Regions from separate parts of the Gossypium hirsutum genome. Here regions 1 and 2 are each linked to region 3. Evidence: chromatin contacts called from public Hi-C data. All regions are on one chromosome and are shown on one strand. The core of a region is the stretch at or near the end of the contact, and the rest is flanking DNA. Distances in the headings are between cores, read along the strand shown.

The links. A called contact is a pair of places that touch in the nucleus more often than the background predicts.
Region 1: a Hi-C map of leaf shows a contact between it and region 3, with 3 times the contacts expected there. The contact joins the enhancer-like site here to the promoter of LOC107915400 in region 3. A contact is called at or near these places in 2 of 34 Hi-C or Micro-C datasets (leaf and seedling).
Region 2: a Hi-C map of leaf shows a contact between it and region 3, with 2.2 times the contacts expected there. The contact joins the promoter of LOC107914653 here to the promoter of LOC107915400 in region 3. A contact is called at or near these places in 3 of 34 Hi-C or Micro-C datasets (callus and leaf).

What each region holds. Positions count from the first base shown.
Region 1 is chrD10:22,855,891-22,859,546 of Gossypium_hirsutum_v2.1, forward strand. No RefSeq gene overlaps it. Among protein-coding and RNA genes, the nearest start is that of LOC107949919, 17 kb to the left of the region's middle. Within about 2 kb of position 1,816, at least 1 of the 9 cell types and tissues checked has an H3K27ac peak or open chromatin away from gene starts, as enhancers often do.
Region 2 is chrD10:22,505,734-22,509,589 of Gossypium_hirsutum_v2.1, forward strand. LOC107914653 reads right to left here and starts at 2,197. Exons shown (of 4, transcript XM_016843625.2): 1 at 1-2,197. The coding sequence starts at 899.
Region 3 is chrD10:22,645,345-22,648,846 of Gossypium_hirsutum_v2.1, forward strand. LOC107915400 (60S ribosomal protein L38) reads right to left here and starts at 1,804. Exons shown (of 3, transcript XM_041102213.1): 1 at 1,570-1,804; 2 at 593-776; 3 at 194-474. The coding sequence starts at 1,572. The coding sequence ends at 452.

The DNA.
Region 1 (3,656 bases), core at 566-3,065, 210 kb after region 3:
TAGATGACTCTCGTAGAAAAAATCAATAGGATTGCGGGGTCCATTCTTTTGATACAAGTTTATGAAATAATGATCTTTTAAGATATATTGTATAATAACAATGGGAGTAACTGTGTCTTAAACATATTCATGGAGGATTAAGTTATGAGTTTCATAAAAAATAAAAAATAAAAAATAAACAACAAATATTATTTATTGTGTATGTAAGGATGCAAGACAATAGGCTCACTGGGATTACAAAATGAAATTCATAAAAACGGAAGGTAACTATGAGATGGTGGGATGTTTAGTTGCTCCAACTTTTAATAGGAGAACCTAAAAAAATGAATATACTAATTCAAACACATACCCATGTCTTATTTCACATTTGAGTCCTAGTAATTTAGGTTTCAAATGATTTTACAAGTCAATAATTAACAAAAGTGGTGAGGAAGCATAAAGTATCCTCGCTCGTGCAAGTGTTTCAAGAATAGTTGAAAAGCTAAAATCTTAACATCAGCCATCCATGAGATATTTCCATACACTAGATATTTCATGATAGAGAAATTAGTTGTGATGACATAATTCAGATATTACTTTGAAGGATGGGGCCAAAGAACCCAACTTGCTTATTATAGTCGGCACTTTTCCACCCAAAGGGGCTGTTTGATGCAATCTCGTCATGACTAAATCCACGTGAAAGCTCTTGCAAGAAAGTGGTCGACAAATATAAACTCTTGGCTATCATCATCGTTGTTCGTCACTGATCTGTATTTGTCAGCATCAAGCTGCAAAGTTTATCGCCTGTCGGTTTCTTCTCTTCACTATCATCTTTCCCTTTCAACGTATCTACCTGTATATTTTGCAACATTGGATATAAAGAACTAATAGTTTATTGTCATCAAGACACGGTCACCATACTACAATTTCCCGGTAGGTCACCTTAAGAATTTACCCATTCCTCTAATTGCTAAAACTCACACCACCCTTTTTCTCTTCGTTGGCCCAAAAAATAAAAAGGAAAGAAAAGAGGATCCTGATAATGCCTCCATTAAACATGATATGCAACATTATTGATATTTATGGAAAAAAGGAAAACAACAATGAAATGACACAAATAAAAACAACAAAAAGTTAAAAATAAGAGGCAAAAACCCAACACCAAAAACTAACACAAGTCCATGGCTAAAGTTCAACAATCTAATTTTCAAGAGAAACGATTCAAGAACTAAAAGAGAAGACTGATGAAAAATGCAAAATGAAGTACCCAAAATTCTATATTAATTCCATGATTAGCAACTCTATTCTTTCAAAATGACTCATCACAATAAAAAAGAAGCATTACCTTAAAAGCATGATTATTCCAAGTTTAACTTTCCAGTTTGCACCTTTGCTGCAAGAAAAGGTTTCAAGCCAAGAAACCATGTTACCATAATAATCAGATAAATGTTAACCTTTACGCAAGTGTGACAATAAATGTGAATTTATATAGCTTCTTTTCTTAGATACTTTTCTTAGTTCCTTTTATTTTGTTTTCATTTTGAATTTAATGAATGAAAACCGAATGTCATTAACCAACTAAACTCCTAGTATAATAAGATCGACCTATTTGCTATATATACTTAACTAGTTGTAAGAGACCTCATTTCAATGTTTAGCGTTCAAGGTAATGTCGGAAGCTCAAGGTCATTTATTTTTCGAATGTGCTAGGTTCTCGAGTTTTGGACGTTATTTTTCAATTGGTGGCTGATTTCATTTTGCCCTGTGTTTCGAGCTTTTTGCATGGCTATTTAGAGTTTAATTTCACAAGTATTGTCAAAAGGTTATGGATTATTAGCTGCTATGCGATTTTTGGTTGGGGTGTAACGCGGCTTGGTTCGAAAGTAAACAATGGAAGATTACTGACATCTTCTTCTAATGCAAATTGAGAACATTGTATTGGATTCAAGCTCTGAAAGAAAATCTGTGTATCTTAGAGTCAACATGGTAGGATAACCGACTTTTATGTGTATCATCAAGCCGTGGGTGTGTTGTTCATAGAGGCATATTGTGGTCTCCACCTCTAAGCAGATGTTTCAAATTTAATGTCGTTTGATCCACAAGGGGTAAGTCGAGTCTAGGGAGATATTGGGGAGTCTTAAGGAATTCGACAAGAGATATTTCAGCACTGTTTTCTAGCCAGTCGGGCATTACCGATTCTAATGCGGTAGAGGTATTACCATCAAGACAACATTGAATACTTAGGAAAGTATTGAATGAAAGAATTTGGTTCCACTTATTATCTAATCGGACTCAGTTGTGGTGGAGAATTGGTGTCAATTTACTTTGTCTCGTCCTTCGAAACTTTGGGAGATGTTTAATCAAATCGACAACAGCATTTGTCAACTATAAACAACTGTGTTATGTCAACGAGTTTCAAAGAGGCAAATGACATGGTAGATGCACTTGCAAAAGTTGGAACAAATAGAACAAGTCTCTTATTGGCATGGTGGTGAAGCTTGCCAATTTGGTGTATTGTGTGCTGGTTTTGGGCCTTAAGATGGGGAGATTTTTCCTGATTAGGGTTTGTTTTATGCTTGTATATGGATTTGAGAGTATGATTTTTTCTGTATTTGTTGAACACTTTTTTTACTGGTGGTGTTTTGTCTGGTGGGAACATTGACTTGTCTTTGGGTCTTTATTTTGCCACTAATTTAGTGGCTTTCTTAATAATAAAGTTTTCTGCTGAGAAAAAAAAAAGTTTTGCTTGATTAGCTCAATGACCAAAGAAGTTGAAGCATAAAAAAATATTGAAACAAAAAAGGAGCAACAAAACATATATTTATCTAGTAGTTTCGCATGCATGGTGTATGGTGCGAGAAAATTTTGAGTAGCCTCTTCTCACTGCACCATCTGGAAGCATTTTACTAACAGACATCTTCTTACAAGGAAAAAGAAATATCTTCAATACCTACATTAATATTAACTATCGTGCATACAAAAATCCCTAACAAAAAATGAAAAAAATCAATTTCTTATTCACTAAAGAAAAAAATCATGTTATCCATTCCATTAACATAGCACGGTGTTGATTGTGTCGACCATTAACTTTGGGTGATGTGGCTAATCACTACACCAAAACAGACTTTTAGCGGCATATTTTGTGGCGTTTTGACGGAAAACGCCGCTAAAAATCGAGCATTAGCGGCACAAAAAATAAAACGCCACTAAATATCTGGCATTAGCAGCGGTTCCATCAAAACGCCGTAAAAGAACATCACTAGCGGCGTTTTTGGTTTTGCGCCGCAAAATCTCAAGACCAAAACGCATCGTTTTTGTCTTGATGTATACAATAATTAGTGGCGATTATGATAAAACGCCGCTAAAGCAAGTATTAGCGGCGCATTGCGGGAAGTGCCGCAAAAATCTTAACGAAAACGCATCGTTTTGGTATCGATGTATATTAGAATTAGTGGCGTTTACAAAAAAACGCCAGTAAAACAAGTCTTAGCGGCGCTTACGGAAAGCGCCGCAAAATATGATAACCAAAATGCAGAGTTTTGATCTTGATGTATATTAGAATTAGTGGCGCTTTATAGAAGCGCCGCAAAAAATGTTAACCAAAATGCAGTGGTTTGGTCTCGATGTATAATACAATTAGTGGCGTTAGGGAAAAACGCCGCTAAAGCATAACATTA
Region 2 (3,856 bases), core at 947-3,446, 140 kb before region 3:
GAATGGTCCCTACCCTTCACTTCCAGATTCCCTTCCCAGCTCTTTCTCAAAGCCTTTGCTCCTAATTCAATCCCCTGAACCAAAGTTCTGATAACCGGTACTTTTTTCCCGGTCGGACTCGTCCCATGTAAAGAACTGGGCTTCTCCATGGATCCCACCTTGGGACTTCCCTTTCTCAGAGCCTTTATTTCCGCCTGCTGCTTAATCCCAGAGGCAAACTTCTCAAAAGATGTTGGCAATGAATAACAACTAGTGGGGGAAGACGGAATCGACCGTGAGCTTAGAACCTTCAATTTCCCCAAAGGTTCCTTCTTCGTATCTGAAGTCAATGTCGGTTTAGTCGATTGAGACTTTGATCTAGTCAAAGAAGCCATTTTCTTATCCAATTGATCCTCTCTTGCACCACCATTTGATCTACTCCCAACAGATTTATCTTTCTCTCCACTGACTTGCTTTGATGGTGACTTAACTTTCTCTCCAGGTTTTGAAATACCAGAGCCATTTTTACTACCATTATTAAGGAATCCAAGAGAATGAGTTGCAACAATATCCTCAGGGCTCCCAACACAAGGGTGTCGCCCAGGGACCGGCCTAACCCCATGAAGAATGGGAACCGGTGAAGCGGATTCTAAGCGATCAACATGAATAAACTGACCTAATTGGATCTTATCACTAAGAATCAGATCATCATGTTCATCAGGCAATGATACATATGTAGCATGAGATGAATCTGAAACCTTAAGGTAAAAGCCTTGGTTAGGGAAGAGCTCACCTCCTGCTAGTGCAGGAACTATACTCACTACTTGCAATAGAGATGACCTGTGCTCACCAGCAACCTTCACATCCGTGTTCATATGCTGTAAAAGCTTCAGAAGAACCCCTGGAACAAGATTTGCCATTTTGGGTGCCTCCAAATTGCATTACTCTTTACAAACAAAAACCTCACACAAATAAACTCAAACAGGTTGTGTGAGAGAACAACTGAGACCTTGAGTCAAACAAACTGAAAATAAAACAACTTTGGGGTCAATACCCGGATTGAGAAAAACAAACCCAATCATGGATCAAAGCTTAACATTTCACAACAAATATATATATGGAAGATGATATTTGCAACAAATTGTACTAGATTCAGACTAATGGATTGCTTTACTGCAACTTTTTTGGGCTCTTTAATATTAGTTTAACAAATAAAGAAAGGGAAAACAACAGGTTAGACAATCACCCAGAAGAGATTTATTAACAAAAAAGCACATTAATCATAGACCCCCCTAAACAAAGAAAATTTTGATGGAATGAGATGTATTCAATAATTAGAAGTAACAACAACAATAATGGTGGTACAACTTGTAAAAATCCACCAAACCCAGATAAGAAAATAGACAAATTAATAAATCATAATGGACTTTGGCTGTTTGTATAGAACAATTTCTTCAAATATCAACCATTTACTGACCAAAACCCAAAATGGAAATGTAAAAGAAGAGCAAAAAAAATGGAAAAACTTTGGGTTGATTTTAACTTTAAAAAAGGTTATTTTTCAAGGACGATAAAAGATTTTTTTTTAAAAAAAAACAGAGCTTGAGAAAGGGTTGCTGAAAATTTGCAGGAAACAGGAAAAAAAGTGGAAAAAAAAAGAGAATAATAGATTGGTTGGTTTAATGCATGATTGGCATAACACAAGAAAGATAGAGAAAAAGGAAGAAAATGTGTGTCAGAATCTGACACATTTACATATATACACATGCACAAACATATAATGAATACAAAACTTGGAAACTGACCCACTTTGGCTTCTGTTTGAGTTTCCAGTACTTTGGTAAACAAAAAAACTGCTCAATGGTGGAAAAATTGAAAATGAGCTTTCATGAATTCTTACAAGAACTGGGTAGGAATCTTGGTAGAGAGTAAGTTATTTCTAAATTCAGATTTCAGTTTTTCATTAAGGACAACTTTTTTAATTGCTAAACAAAACACTTGTTGCTTTCACTTTTTTCCATAAAATATATTTTCTAACACACATTCAATGAATATATTTTATTTCTTTTGAAAAGAAATACTTTTTCAGATTATAAAAATTAATCAATGAATTCTTTTCCCAGATGAAAAAGTTAATTTTTAAGTTTTAAATAGGGTTTAGTATTTTAATTGAAGAATAATGGAAACTTGGAAAATGTTATTTTATTTTGTTATGCAAATGGTGCATGTGCAGAGTAATGGGGGGTGTTAGAAACAAGGTAATGGCTTGTCGGTTACCTGAATAAAGGTTGTCACATCACCGAGATAATTGCTTTTTTTTAATATTTTTTATTTTTACATAATAATTTATTTATTTTTTAATTTAAAAAATTATTTAATTTTTGTAACTCTTAAATTTACATTATTTATCAAATAATCTCAAAATAAAAAAAAATTTATTCATAAATCCTTCTCACCACATGGCATTATTGACTAAGAAATTAAAAAAATTGTCTAGGATATTTTGCTTTCTTCAACCTTCAACCATTGTATGCCCAGACTCTAGAAAACCATCAATTTTCTTATGAATTATCATTCCCTTTTTGTATATCAATATCCTCATCTTAATTTACTCCATGGTTTTTTTTTTTCTTTTTGGTACATTAATTCTTGTTTCTTACTTTAGAATTTATTATTTACTTGAATTAGAGAAAAAAATGTTATAATAGCAGCAATTAAATTAAAATTGAATCTAGTTTTCTGTTTTTATAATAATGAATATTGAATTTTTAATGTTAACCACATTTTTATTGGAAATGTCACCCGTCACATATCATGAATCGAAGCTTGTGGTAGGAGGTATACTTCATAAGTTTAGTCCTCAAATATGCATTTATATAAAAATATAAATATTATCAAATATGAACAAAATTTATATAACATTTTAAATACACGAATTATTATATTAAGATTAACTAAAGAGTGTGCAAAAATTGACCCCTTTGAGGTACTTCTCAAATCCCTTGAAAGGAATTGGTAGTATCACCCATATTAAGTATTACTTTGATTAAATTATTAGCTACAATTGTACAAAATTAACTGTTGAGGAATCACCATGTGATATGAAAATGATGGGTACAATTGTACGCAATGTATTAGGTAGAATTGTAGAAATTGAGTAGACTATGGAATATAACTTTTTGGTTACTCAACTTATCTTTTAATTATAAGGTTGAGGTTAATTTTTACTCATGAGTGAAATGTATTTTATAATTAGTCATCTTTTTTCAGAAAGTATTCGCATTGAAATGATTAACACTACTATCAATAGTGAACACTCTAATTTTAATCAAAAAAATAACTATTAAAACGAGTAAATTTTAAATCAGTGGCACTGATGCTATTATAGTAATACCGACTATATATGTTTAAATACACTTAAATATTTATTATCTTCCAACTTAACTATTAAAGGGTTTATGAGTAATTTAGGAGTTACTTATATATACACACAGCACTGTTGAGGAAGCATCATGTGATATGAAATTTATATAATTTATTTTATGGATTATTATTTTGTATATCATTAATGGAGTAAACGAAAATTCTACAAACCAATTTAGAATGATGACATTTTTTTTTTGAGTATAGTAAAATAATAATAAAAGGATAATTATTTGGCATGTTAGCAGTGAAAATTTTTAACTCCACAAGGGGTTGAGATTTTATTATGTATTTTTAAGTTGTATTTAAAAAATTAAAAAAAAATAAAATAGTCATTTTTGTTTATCTCATGTTACATTTTATTATGACAAAATTTCAACATGCAATAAAAACTTTTCACCCATATTAAATAAAGGTAAACTATTAAAATGGTCATTTTTGTTTATCTCATGTT
Region 3 (3,502 bases), core at 554-3,053:
TCTAGTTGCCAAGGGCTGTCCAATCAAAGCTAAGACAGCCACTCAAGGGCAAAACCAGCATGGCAATCGTATTTCTCACATTACAGCAACAGGAAATAAAAAACTTCATACCATAAAGCTTGGTAGCGGTCAACAGATATGAGCGACGATGAAGACAATTGTCAGTCATTTCATCAAATCGAAGACGGATACATATTGAACCAGAATATATTGATTCTTTTCTTTTTCATATGTTTGATTATCCAATATGTGCCAAACTAAGATGTAGAACACGAACACTAAAATAAATAAAGGGTTCTAATAACATTACTAACGTCCATAAAAAACACACCAAATAAAAATCCATTATAAAAACTTTTGATTGTTGCAAAACGACACGAAATGCAAGCAATAAACTAAAAGTCAAAATCTAGTTTTCATTGCCTAGTAGAAGCTAAGGGCAGTTGTAATTTCACAAGTCTTGGACGCTCAAACCTGCAAACATGAAAACAATGACGGTAAAGATGTATAAGTAACGGGAAAGTAATTTCAAATATGGACATAGGTTCAATAAAAACAAGAATGTAAAAGAGGCTCCTCCATCATGAATTACCTGGAGGAAGAGACTGCTTCAACTTGTCGGCCTTCTCAGCATCAGACACGCAAAGGGTGTACAAGTACTTGGAGCAGCGGACCTTGAACTTTACAACATCTCTGCTTTTCTTGATTTTTACAGAGGGAGCATCTTTCCTTCTAGCAGTGAGAAGGAAGTCCTTGATCTCATGAATTTGCTTAGGCTGTGCATCAGAATACAAATCTTAGGAAATAAAGCAGAACCAGAAAACATGATATTAAAAGCCTAAAGACCATCATCGACAGGTCAATTAACTGCTCGAACACAAGGAAAACACAAACTAGGACTACTGGAAATAAATAAATAAAAACTGGACATTCATGCTAACCAAACATTCCAACATTCCAAGTATTTCAGCTAAGTTTGTTAAGCAGCAATTTAGTCCAAACTTTTAAACAATCATTTATCAAACCAGACCAGCCCAGCATTAAATGAGTTAATCTCACGACTCGAGTTGACACTGAGATCAAAAGATACAAAAAAATAAAAAATAAAAATAAAAATAAAGAAGAAGAAAAAACTCATCACCTCAATGCAATTAATAGCAATATTTTCAAGCAAACCAAGGGCAAAGTACCTCATTGAAAATATTCCAATGAAACAGAAAGAGAAAATACATACATTGAATGCACAACCATTTACCAAAGTTTCACAATCCATAAAACTATAATCTAAGGAAAAGCTCACATCTTTCACATGTCTCCTAAAATACAGAACCCAAACTATTTCTCAAAATCTTTTAAACCAAACCAAATTTCAACCCATCTTCACTAAGAACATAAACGAAAGAAAAAAAAAAGCAAGCCAACAACAGAGAAAATAATGAAACGATTACAGGTAAAAGAGGATCTGAAGAACAAACAATCATCATTAAGAAAGTGGCATTGACCATGAAAAAAAAATCAGACTCGGAGATCTAATGAAATACATGGAGAGGGAAAGAGGCTTTATTTTACCATTTTCAACTGAAGTTTTCAGGGGAGCTTCCTCACTCTGCAGGAACACCTAAAATTCAAAGCTCGCAGTCCAACCTTGTGTTTCTTCGTTATTTGATTATATGGAGGCGTTGAAGGAAAACCCTAAAAATAGTTTACTTTGTTACCCGTTTTACCCTTGTTTAAGTGGTTTTGTTATTAAGAGTCCGAATCTCCTATCCTGCTGCTGGACTTGGACGGGATCTTTTGCGTAACAGAAATGACCTTATTATGGGCCTAGAAGGCCCTTTATACTAAAAATTCAACATCCAATCGAATCAATATTGAATAGGGATTGGTAAAATATACACACAGTGAATACTCGAATTCAATTATAATTGAAATTTAAAAATTTTTAATCACAGGATTAATTTAATTAATTTAAGTGGTTAATCAAATTTATACATATTCTTTTTTTTTTCAGATATGTTTAAAATATAAAAAAATCCATGATATTTTTTTCCTTAGTTAAAAAATAATAATAACAACACTAAATTAAAAACATAATAATAAACATTACATTAAAAATATTAATTTTTTTTTACTTTTCTTTGTTTAAGTTTTTTTACGAAGCATAAGGAAACTTTTTCATGTTCTTTTTTTCTTCCGCTGTCTTAGGACAATCCTCTAGAGAGAGATGAAATCCTGATACGAAAGGTTGATTTCCCTTCCTCGAATCGCTCATTAAATAACGTCCAATATCTTGTCTATGTATAAAGCCTGAGACAGTGCTATCACTTTGTTCTTTCAATCTCTTAGGATTCGAATACCTAAAATGAAATTAACTTCTTCCAAATCCTTCATGCTAAACTGTTGGGGGGTTAACTATAGTTTAACCGATGACAATGTTCCTACATCATTCCGAATGAGTAGAATATCATCGAAATATAGAATGAGAAAGACCACTTTTTCATTCCTTAAATGTTTATCTACATTTTGCTCAAATCCAAAAGTCTTGATTGCTTGATCAAATCTTTGATTCTATGAGTAGGACGCTTGTTTAAGTTCATATATGGATCTAAGTAGTTTGCAAACTTTATGCTCATTTTCTTTAGCTATATATTCGGTGGGTTGCATAATGTAGATACTCTCTTCAAGATAGCCGTTCAAAAACGTTGTCTTGACATCCATTTGCTAGATCTCGTAATCAAGAGTCGTCGCAATGAATAGTAATATATGGATTAACTTGAGTATGGCAATCGAAGAGAAGGTTTCTTCGTAATCAATGCCTTCTTTCTGAGTATAACCTTTTACTACAAATCTGGCCTTATAAGTTTCCACTTTTCCATTCGTACTTTTTTTCTTCTTGTAGATCCACTTACCCCTACGGGTTTTATCCATTTCGGTAAGTTTATAAGTTCCCACACTGAGTTGGAATACATTAAGTCTATCTCAGCTTTCATAGTTATTTCCCAGAGCTTGGAATCAGCATTCTACATTGCTTTGTCATATGTGAGTGGGTCATCATCTTCCTGCTCGATAGACTCAGTGTTAAGAACACTTCTGCCAGATTAGAAGAACTTAGGCCTACGAGAGACCCTCCCACTACAACTAGACTCCCTATGCTACTGATTGTTTGTAGGTCTACTATTAAGAGTTGGTTTTGAAACCATTTCCGTAGGGTTTTGTATATTTCCCAAAAGCTCCTCGAGTACCTCTTTACTTCGAGGTTTGAAGTCATTCATGTAGCTTTTTTCAAGGAAAGTAACATGAGTTGAGACTATAACAGTTTGCTCTTTTGGTTTATAAAACAAACCGCCCTTTGTTCCCTTTGGATATCCTACAAACATGCACAATTTTGTCCCTAAGTTTAACTTCCTCGTATCTTTATCCAATACATGGGTCGGATATTCCCAAATCTTAAAATGATTAAGATTCAACTTCCTGCTATGCCACAATTCATATGAGGTTTTCG